Regions from separate parts of the Mus musculus genome. Here region 1 is linked to region 2. A link is a contact called in public capture Hi-C data. All regions are on one chromosome and are shown on one strand. Each heading gives the region's core, a stretch centred on a gene start, on an enhancer-like site or on the middle of the called end of the contact. The rest is flanking DNA. Distances are from core to core; before and after follow the strand shown.

The links. Capture Hi-C pulls out chosen DNA fragments and counts their contacts.
Region 1: a capture Hi-C map of bone marrow-derived macrophages shows a contact between it and region 2, with 6 times the contacts expected there. The contact joins two enhancer-like sites. A contact is called at or near these places in 2 of 115 datasets of contacts at active chromatin or transcription factors (bone marrow-derived dendritic cells and bone marrow-derived macrophages) and 1 of 9 other capture datasets (bone marrow-derived macrophages).

The regions. Positions count from the first base shown.
Region 1 is chr6:97,818,627-97,823,261 of GRCm38.p6, reverse strand. All of the region lies in intron 1 of Mitf (melanogenesis associated transcription factor), which reads right to left. Among named protein-coding and RNA genes, the nearest start is that of Mitf, 14 kb to the right of the region's middle. Within about 2 kb of position 2,476, at least 99 of the 459 cell types and tissues checked have an H3K27ac peak or open chromatin away from gene starts, as enhancers often do. A contact at or near this core is called in bone marrow-derived dendritic cells and bone marrow-derived macrophages, where this site is marked.
Region 2 is chr6:97,462,170-97,467,045 of GRCm38.p6, reverse strand. All of the region lies in intron 1 of Frmd4b (FERM domain containing 4B), which reads left to right. Among named protein-coding and RNA genes, the nearest start is that of Frmd4b, 23 kb to the left of the region's middle. Within about 2 kb of position 2,700, at least 108 of the 459 cell types and tissues checked have an H3K27ac peak or open chromatin away from gene starts, as enhancers often do. A contact at or near this core is called in bone marrow-derived dendritic cells and bone marrow-derived macrophages, where this site is marked.

The DNA of each region.
Region 1 (4,635 bases), core at 1,227-3,726, 360 kb before region 2:
ATTAAGATGTTTCCCTAAGAAACAAAATTGCACTAGTTGAAATGCCACAGCAAGGCTGCAACTACCCTGAAAGAACACTGGATTTAAGGATGCAGAGCAGGATTCTGATAGAAACTCTGTGTGTGTGTGTGTGTGTGTGTGTGTGTGTGTGTGTGTATGTTTGATAAATCTATTCCTGCTCCTACTTAATAACAGGTAGTTGAGGGAAGAGATGTGAAAGACTCTTCAATTCATTCAGGACTAGGATGGGCTCAAAATCCTGCTGCGCACAGCCATACACATCTGAAGAGTATCCATACAGTCTGTGTGTTTAAACCATAGAAGATCCCGTTGTGACTCAGGTACTCATCGACAGCTCCTGCCGATGAACCTTTCTATGATTTTCCATTTCTTCCATTTTCATGCAATTTTCAGTGTACGGCCCTCAATTTTCACTGCTAAGACATCAGTAGAAGCACAGATAGCCCAGACTGCTGTAGTGGGCAAGGATGGCCAATAACTGGCGCAGGGTAACAGCAGCGGTTATATCTGCCTTACAACCCACTCTTCTGTTCTGTTTTTGCTTGATTTGCTTTGGTTTTCTGAAATAGGGTCTTGCTATGTGGCCCACATGGGCTAGAATGCAAGATTTTCCTGCCTCAACCTCCAGAGTTCTGGGATCATGGATGTGCATCACTGTGCCTGAATCTGTTGTAATCTCTCTCTGGTTGTCATGTTATTATTTCACAAAATCAAGGAGATGAGCATCCTGGTACCTGGGAACATGGCTGGCCACTACCTGATGAAGGCATTTACATGTACCTAGGATGCAATGAAACTGTTCCCCTAAGAAAGATACTTACTACCCAGGTTAACTCCTTTCTATTTTCTAAATACTAGTTATCCACCACTTTCAGAAAGAGCAATTTTGATGGCCAAGAAATGCAATCATACTGGCATAGGACACAGACATTTTAAACTCAGTTTCTAATCTCCTAAGGCATGTAGGAAGATGAAAAGATCCTGATGTTTGGTATGAGGTCTTCTGACTGGTATTGAATAAATATGACTACTATGTAAAAAGATGATGCTGTTAACATGTATGACCAGAGAGCAGAAAGGCAACATGGACAAGACTGGATAGGGACAGTTAGCAATCGCAGGAGCCTGTACAGACAACAGCAGTGCACTGAGCGTCCATGATATTGCACAACTCCAATTAGTGCCTCTTCTTGTGCGTTCTCCACCCAGTCATGCTCTGTAATTATGATGAAAGGAAACATGTTGATAAAGACAAAGACTGCACTGGCGACAAAGGGTAACAACGCCTTGTATGTAAATAGCTCGTGCCAGCCTTAAATATCTCCCTCTGAGGCATCCCACCAGTCCCCACTATTTGACCTGGCTCAACTCTCAATGCTGATTATACAACGTGGAGATTGTATGGGGGCCTTATCTATGGACTTATTTCTCTTCTTGACTGTTCTTGGTTATTCTCTCCTTATTGTGGCGTCAAAACTGAAAATTCATTTCAAATTAAAAACCTAATTGGTGATATGTGTGAAGGGAACCAGGAGGGACTAACAGCCAGGATTTGGCAGACCACTACACTCATATGTTTCTTCACATTTCTATATGTGTATGTGAGAAGGTTCATGTGTGTACAGATACATGTGGGGGGGGGGGTGGAATATGTGTACAAGTGCATGTGGAGGCCAGGCTGTGGTTCCTCGGTTGCCATCCACTTATTCTAGGGTGGAGTGGGGGGGCCTCATTGGCCTGCAGCTTACTAAGCAGACTGAGCCCTCTAGCACGCAAAACCCTGGATCCACCTATCTCTATCTCCTAAGGCTTGGTTATAAACACACACCACCACACCCTACTATTTTACATGGGTCCTGGAGACCAAACTCAGATCCTCACACTTAAGCGGGCAAGCATGTACTGGCTGAACTATGTCCCCAGACCCTACAAATCTGTGAATTCACACAAAAGCTTCATGCTGTGTTGTTGCCAACTCCTTAGCTCCTCTCAGTCCTGCACTGAAGCTGGCGCTCCCCACCCCCACCCCCACCCCGTCGTACCATGCTCAGGGTGCTCAGATAATGGGTGGAAAAAGTGAGATTTAAGTTCAAGTCTACCTTCTCCTAAATTTAGACTTCCTGAAGTGGTGGTGAAAACTCTTCACCATTTTATGGTCAGAGCAGATGAGGGTTCTTTCTCTGGAGAAGTTCATTGGGCAACAACAGCAAAAACACATAATCCAAAACATTTGGGTCTAAGTAGATTAAACCCAGGCACAAGTTGCATTTCTGGTAAATCCTGAGTCTGGAACTTTCTTAGGAACTTAATTTGTCTGACCCAACACTGGCCCTGTCCTTCCTTCTTCATAGCCCCACCCCCACCCACCCACTCCAATCAGAGGAATGAGAAGTGTGCTGAGGCTTAGAACAAAGAGGAAGCAAGCGTCTGCTATGTCAGGGCTGTCTTGTGGCCATAAAAAGGACACTGGCTGAGCCCAGTCATTCCACCTCTCTGTTTTGGAAACTCCCACACTCTACAAACTGTCTGGAATTCATTAGAGATGGGAAAACAGGCCGAAAGTCGTATTTCACGTTTTATTCAGCAGAAGTTTTGTGGAAAACAATTCGGTCATGTGGACGTGCCCCAAACCACCATCACCCTGTTTCTCAACCCAATCTCCCAGTCAAGTGACTTCGGACTGCTTCCAGTTCCACCCTCGCAGAGCTGAGAAGAAACTACCCTCACTTTGAGATTTGAGCCAGTCCTTAGGGGAGTAAAGATAGGTGAATTTCAAGTCACTCAGATAGTCATACTCTTGGGTAGACCTGTCATCCATACCCCTGGACTTTTGTGCCATGTCACCAACAGTTTCCTTTTCTACTTAAACATGATGAATATGAGTGTTCTATCACCTGACAGGGGCCAACTCTGTCATTATACATTATTTATAACCAACATCTTTGCAAGTTTTCTATTTCAAGTTCATTTAGAAAGGTTACCCTCTAGCACCTATTCATGGTTTTCGAAGTGTGGCCTCTACCCCAAGCCCTCACCCGAGCAACAATTAGAAGCTTGTTTAGAAATATGACTTCTCCAACCCTATCCTGGACTACTAGATCAGAAAGTGGGGCGGTGCATCCGAGGTGCCCCTCCCCAAGTGTGGTATACTTCAGTGATGCACACTTATTATAAATCACTGTTCAGGTACATTCCCATAAACCCCATACCTCTATGTTAAATTATTCTTGGATTGCTGTTTCAGAATGAACAATTCCCTGACACAGAATGCCTTCAGTAAAAATTATGGAGTGTTGATATATTGTCAGATCCAAGAAAATCAATGATTATTGATTTAAAAAAAAATCACCTGTTTGTTTGCTTGAGGAAGGAGGGTAATTCTCTCTAGAAAGTTCTCTACCAGAGCTACATGAGTGATATGGCAGTACCCAAGGAAATCTTGGGGTCCACTTAGGGTTCACTAGTCAGCACATCCCTGAAACTAAGGACACGACATTGATCATGAAGTTCAACTCTAAGGGCTGACCATGTGAGAGAGACTGAATGTGGGGAAAGAGATTGTTCATAGGTGAAAAGTGATTGTCCAGTAGAAGAAAGGTGTCAGGGAAGGGATGCTGGCTACCAGGGAAAACTAACTGGAATGATGTCAGGTGTGGGGGACCAAGAGAGACAAAGAGGGGTTTTCAAAGTCAATGAAGCTCCATAGAGTATCACTGAGCCTCCCCTTGCCACGCCCCCACACCCAAAAAAAAAAAAAATCACAGTTTCTGTTAAATTGTGTATTTCGGTGACTTTGCTATGATGACCAAGCAAACCCAATCAGCCATCTCTCATTCACTTCCAACTCAACAAAAGCAAAGCTTCTACCTGTAATCTGCATCACTGGGGCTGCATTCCAAGCTCCTGTCATTCGCCACTTGCTCACCCAGCAGCATTCACCTAGGCAAAACATTATTAGTGGGATGACGAGGGGAAATTACCATGCTAGGATGAATGATGCAAGGTGTGGTTCCAAAAAGTCTGCAGTCTGACTGTCCGGGACACTGCCGTCAGTGGCCAACCTCTCAAATTACTCTCCACGTGTGCTTCCTCACAGCAAATGGGCAGACATGCCTGTCACAAGGAACTGCACCAGCTGCTCATGGCTGTTGGGCTTGCTTCACCTAGGTTATTGTAAGTGCTTACTTTAAAAACAGACTTTTCAAGAGTGCACTGACTGCTGAAGTCACCCTATTCCTTTGCAAGTTAAAGACTCTTAACTGGTCATACTACCAGTCAAGTCATTCATTCAGTCATTCTCAGCCACATGCATAATGGATTGGTTGGTTGCAAAGGGTTCTACTGAGCAATATAATATACTAAATGTGTACAGTGCCAATCTGCAGGCTCAGAAACAACAGGGGAAAGCTGGTACTGGTGTAATTCACTTCATTTCTGCTGGAAAGCTGAGAGATAAAGGTAGCTGAGACTTGACCATGGACATAACCAGGAGTGGCTTTACTAACTTAACTGTAGAGTGCTATCTCTGCTAGTTTGGGAGAGACCTTGTTGATACCTAAAGAACAGTAGGGGTCAAATGTCACCTAGGTCTTCTGTCAGACTTTACCTGGATGG
Region 2 (4,876 bases), core at 1,451-3,950:
GCTCTGTTGGTAAAGGTGCTTGCTGCCCAGACTTGGCCATGAGGGTTCAATCCCTAGAGGACAAGTGGTAAAAGGAGGGAATTGTCTCCAGAAGACTATCCTTTAAACTCTACACACACACACAAACACACATACACACACACATCACATCACATTTGCACACATGGAAGAGGGAGGGAGGGAGGGAAGGAGGAGGGAGGGAGGGAGGGAGGGAGGGAGGGAGGAAAAGAGGGAGGGAGGAAAAGAGGGAGGGAGGGAGGGAGGGAGGAAAAGAGGGAGGGAGGGAGGGAGGGAGGGAGGGAGGGAGGGAGGGAGGAAGAGGAGGAGAGAGAGGAGAGGAGAGGAGAGGAGAGGAGAGGAGAGGAGAGGAGAGGAGAGGAGAGGAGAGGAGAGGAGAGGAGAGGAGAGGAGAGGAGAGGAGAGGAGAGGAAAGGAAAGGAGAGGAATAGTAAGAGTGAGCCTACCTAAGAGTGGACAGGCAGGCATGTAATCTCAACACTGAGGGGAAAGTTGAAGCAGGAGGATCACAAGTTTGAGAGCAGCCTAGGCTACATAGTTAGTTCCAAGAGCCATCCTAAGCTACAGAGTAAGGCTAGTCTCAGGAAACTGTCAAAAGGACAGAGAAGAGAGAAGGAAGAAGGGAAGGGAAAGAGGAGGAGACATAGAACACCAAGTTCTGGTGAGACTAAGGGACAGCTAGACTGTCCTTTATTATCTGGCAAGAGAGTGAGATAATAGATAAGACAGTTGTCAGAGGGGACTATTTGGAGTTTTCATAAAAAATTTAAGGCATGGTTGTCCTATTATCTGTTTGCTCAGCTCTTGCATATTTATTGAAGAAAAGTAAACATACGTATGTATGTCTGAGTGCATGCACGCACACACACTTTGTTCAGGATGTGAAGCCATACTAAAAAGAACCCATCTCTAAATCAAATTATATCAAATTCTAGAATAAAGGGAAACAATCTCTGTTGGTCTAAATCTGAAGCATGTCTGTAAAATTGTCAGAGGTAATTTTCTAGATGTGTTCTCTATCTTCGTAGCTGTTTATACCATGGATTTAATATGTAGGGATGCTCCTAGCTGACCAGTCATTCAGCAACATTGAACAGAGCATCACCCATTTGCAATTAAGGGCAGAGCTGTTCATACTGAGGTACTCTACTAAATAGGGCTAGCAGGATTAGAAAATTGTCATGTTGATGTCCTTGATTGAATAAATGACCTTGGTCATGAATATTGGTTTTGTACCATAATAGAACAAACATCCTTCCAATGCAAGAACACACAGGCTATAGGATCTAAGAGACAATCCTGATTAAAGGATCCAGCCAGAAGCCAAGGCCTTCAGGAACCACAGTAGATGCCTTAGAAACACAGTCAGCAAGCTGGGTGGTCTGAGAATTGATGGGCTAAACAGCTCCACATCTTCAGTAAATAAATAACAATGGGGGTACCTATAGATTACCTAAAATCTAAGAGAAATGTGGGCCTGTGTCAAACTATGGTTTCTGTTTTTGGATATTATGTCCAACAAAGTGGGTTTGGGGAGGAGTGAGGCCACCCATGGTAGTATACACCCTTAATCCCAGCACATTCTGTAGGCAAAGACAGACAGATCTCTGTGAGGTCAAAGCCAGTGTTTCTACATAGATAGTTCCAGAATAGCTAGGGCTTATATAGAGAGATAGAGAGACCCTGACTCAGACAGAGAAGAAGAGGGAGACGGAGATGTAAGGCGAGAAGGAGAGGGAAAGAATTGGAAACAGATGCAGTCAAATACATTTATAATCCTAGTACTCCAGAGGCTGGGGCAGGGTAGTCATGAGTTTGAGGCCAAGTTGTACTACATAGTGAGACCTTGACCCAAAAATAAGCAAATAAGGAACATTATCAATCAATTGGAAATCTGAACTCTTAACAGATATGTGAAGATAGTGAGATTTTTTTTCTTTTAGTTATCTGGGTTTATATTTAAAAACAATGTCATGATCTTTTATATTGAAATCTTTACAGACAAAATTACCCAGAGTTGTAGATTTGGTTTACAATGACCCAGAGGACAGAAAGGAGGGAATAATAAAGAGAGTGGCTCTTAACCTTTCTAATGCTGTGACCCTTTAACACAGTTTCTCATGTTGTGGTGACCCCCGCCCCCGCCATAGAATTATTTCATTGCTACTTCATAACTGTAATTTTGCCCTATGAAGCGTACTGTAAGCATCTGATAGGCAGGATATCTGCTATATGACCCTGCGGGGGTCGAGAGCCACAGATTTGAGAACTACTGATTTAGATGTCTCAAGAGTGGCCAGATTAAAAGGTGTGTGCAGAAACGGATACAGTGAGTGATGCCAGTTCAGCCACTGTGTGTACCCTAAATAAAGTCTTCCTTCGTTAAAAAAAAATCATTTTAGATAGGAGTAACTCTAACTTAAGGCTAGCCTGGCTATATAGAGAAGACCCCTGTGTCAGAAGTAGAGGAGGAAGAGGAGGAGGAGAGGGGAGAGGAGGAGGGGTAGGAGAAAGAGGAGGGGATAGTTTTTTTTTTTCAAAGCACTGCAAATGGGCAGAGAAAGGGGAAACCGAAACAGAACAAAAAAAATCAGATTCTGCAGAAAGCCAGGAAGGAAGTGAGATTGAAGGCTGCGTGGAAGGTCATGCCACTTTCTTCGCATTGTCTGTGCAACCTCTGTGAAAGTCCCTGCTTGGGAATCCGGACCCTGGGTGCAGAGTCCGTTTTCTTACCCCCAGCTGGGAGGCTCCTAGCACTGAGTGCTCTGGGTCTCTGTCCCTGTGTGTGAAGTGGACTTCAAACACGGTGTTCAAAGGCCTCTTTGTCTTTATTTTTCCAAACATGAGGAAGTTATTAGATTTTACAGTTTGTGTCCAGTGCCGCACGTGCCTTTGGCCTCTTGCTGTAAGACAGTCCTGAGAAGCCCGGATGCCTGCCGCTCTCCCCCAAGCTTTTCACCTCGGCTTTTCCATTTGTGGTTAAGAAAGCAAGAACCCGCCCTGTGCAAGAAAGTTCCCTCTTTTTCTGCCTGGAGGAGAACATGAGTAACAGATTTTTCCATCGGAGCTGTTTTTCCTGGACACGGCGTACTGTCCAGTCCAACGGTTGTAGCATGTGATCGCAGGGAGACCTTAAATAAACTTTCAGTGTTATCAGCCCCAGTTTTAGGAACTTATGAATTCATTTTCTGTAGTTGGTGATTTTCCTTTTTAAACAGAAGTTCTTTTTCATTCAGTAGCTGCTGAGAGCTTCCCAGGTGCCATACTGCGTAGCCCTGAGCATAGTAGACACGCTTTATGCTCAGCCCACGTCCCTGCAAGCAGCTGCCTTGGGCAGGGTCCTTGGCCCTCATTTTTATCATGACTTGTGGTCATAGTCCTTGCCTCTCCTGCTCAGCACAATGCCAGGCAGAGAGTCCCTATGCAAAAGGAAAACACACAACTCCTTATTCAACAAGAGTCAAGCATGGCAGGACCTGTAACTCCCATATTTGGGAGGCAGAGGGAGGGAGGGTCACGTGTTCAAGACAAGACGTTTGAGACTCTGTCTCAAAAATACAAGGGCTGGAGATGTACTTGACAAGTAGAACATTTGCCCAGCCAACACACAGCCCTTAGTTTGAGCCCAATCAACACAAAATAATAACAATAGTATTAAGAAGTGTAATGGAAAAAAAAGAAGAAGAAGAAGAAGAAGTATAATGGCTGGGTGGTAGTGGAGCATGCCTTTGATTCCAGCACTTAGGAAGCAGAGACAGTCAGATCTCTAAGTTCAAGTTCAGCCTGGTCTACAGAGTGAAGTCCAGGATAGCCAGAGCTACACAGAGAAACTATCTCAAAGGGGGGAAAAGAGCCGTGGTAAAGAAGAAACACATCAAGCATGAGGTCCTAATGAGTCTGGGATCCTGTGCAACCACAATGCTAATCTGAACACCCATAATACCAGCTCTGGTGCCTGGCACCTTGTGAAGAACCAATGTCATAGTCCTTGTCATGAACGAAAACTTAAGAAATGAGCACTCCACGTGGTTGTCGATTGCCATCAATGAAGAACAGAAGACAGTATGTATGGAAGAGATGCTTGTCCCAGACAGTCAGGTTTCAGATCCGGTGGCTGCTTCTCTCCTCCAGGGCCACAAAGTCCAATCAGTTGAGGCTTGGACCATGATGTTTTCCAAGCTGATTTCTGATTTCCCTACAGCACCCCTGTGTGTGTGTGTGTGTGTGTGTGTGTGTGTGTGTGTGTGTGTGTGTGTGTTTGCTGCCTGAGCACATTTGAACTGAACCAAACACATTCTTGGGACTGAAATCTGAAGGGAAGTACTCCTCTCTTTACTGCAAAGCTTGCTGCCATTTAGGAGTGCAGCTCATCACTTAGTTATGGCAGATGGCTTGGTGCTTCTCCAAGCTGTTGGTTTTGAAAGATGGTGACACATGGCCTGTGTTGGTGTTTACAGGGTGTCTGGCATTTGCCTGGCATGTGAAGTGTTTGGTGAAGAATGAAAAAGATGGCTTAGTGATGATGCAAAGAGGCCCTATATTCCTTTAAAAGAAAAAGGGACCCTGAGGACTAGACAGGTGGCTCTGCAGTTAAGAGTACTTGATGCTCTTGCAAGGACTCTGGATGGGTTTCCAGCATCCACGTGGCAACTCACATCTGTCTCTAACTTCAAATCCAGGGAGTCTGACATTCGTTTCTGGCCTTTGAAGGCCATATGGTGCTCATACATGATGCAAGAACACTCGCACATATAAAATCAAAAATAATTAAAATTTTAAAATAACCTGGACCTATCTACACATATTTCCCCCTAAACTCTGCGTACCTTTCCTAATCTTGCTTCCAGGAACAGTGAAA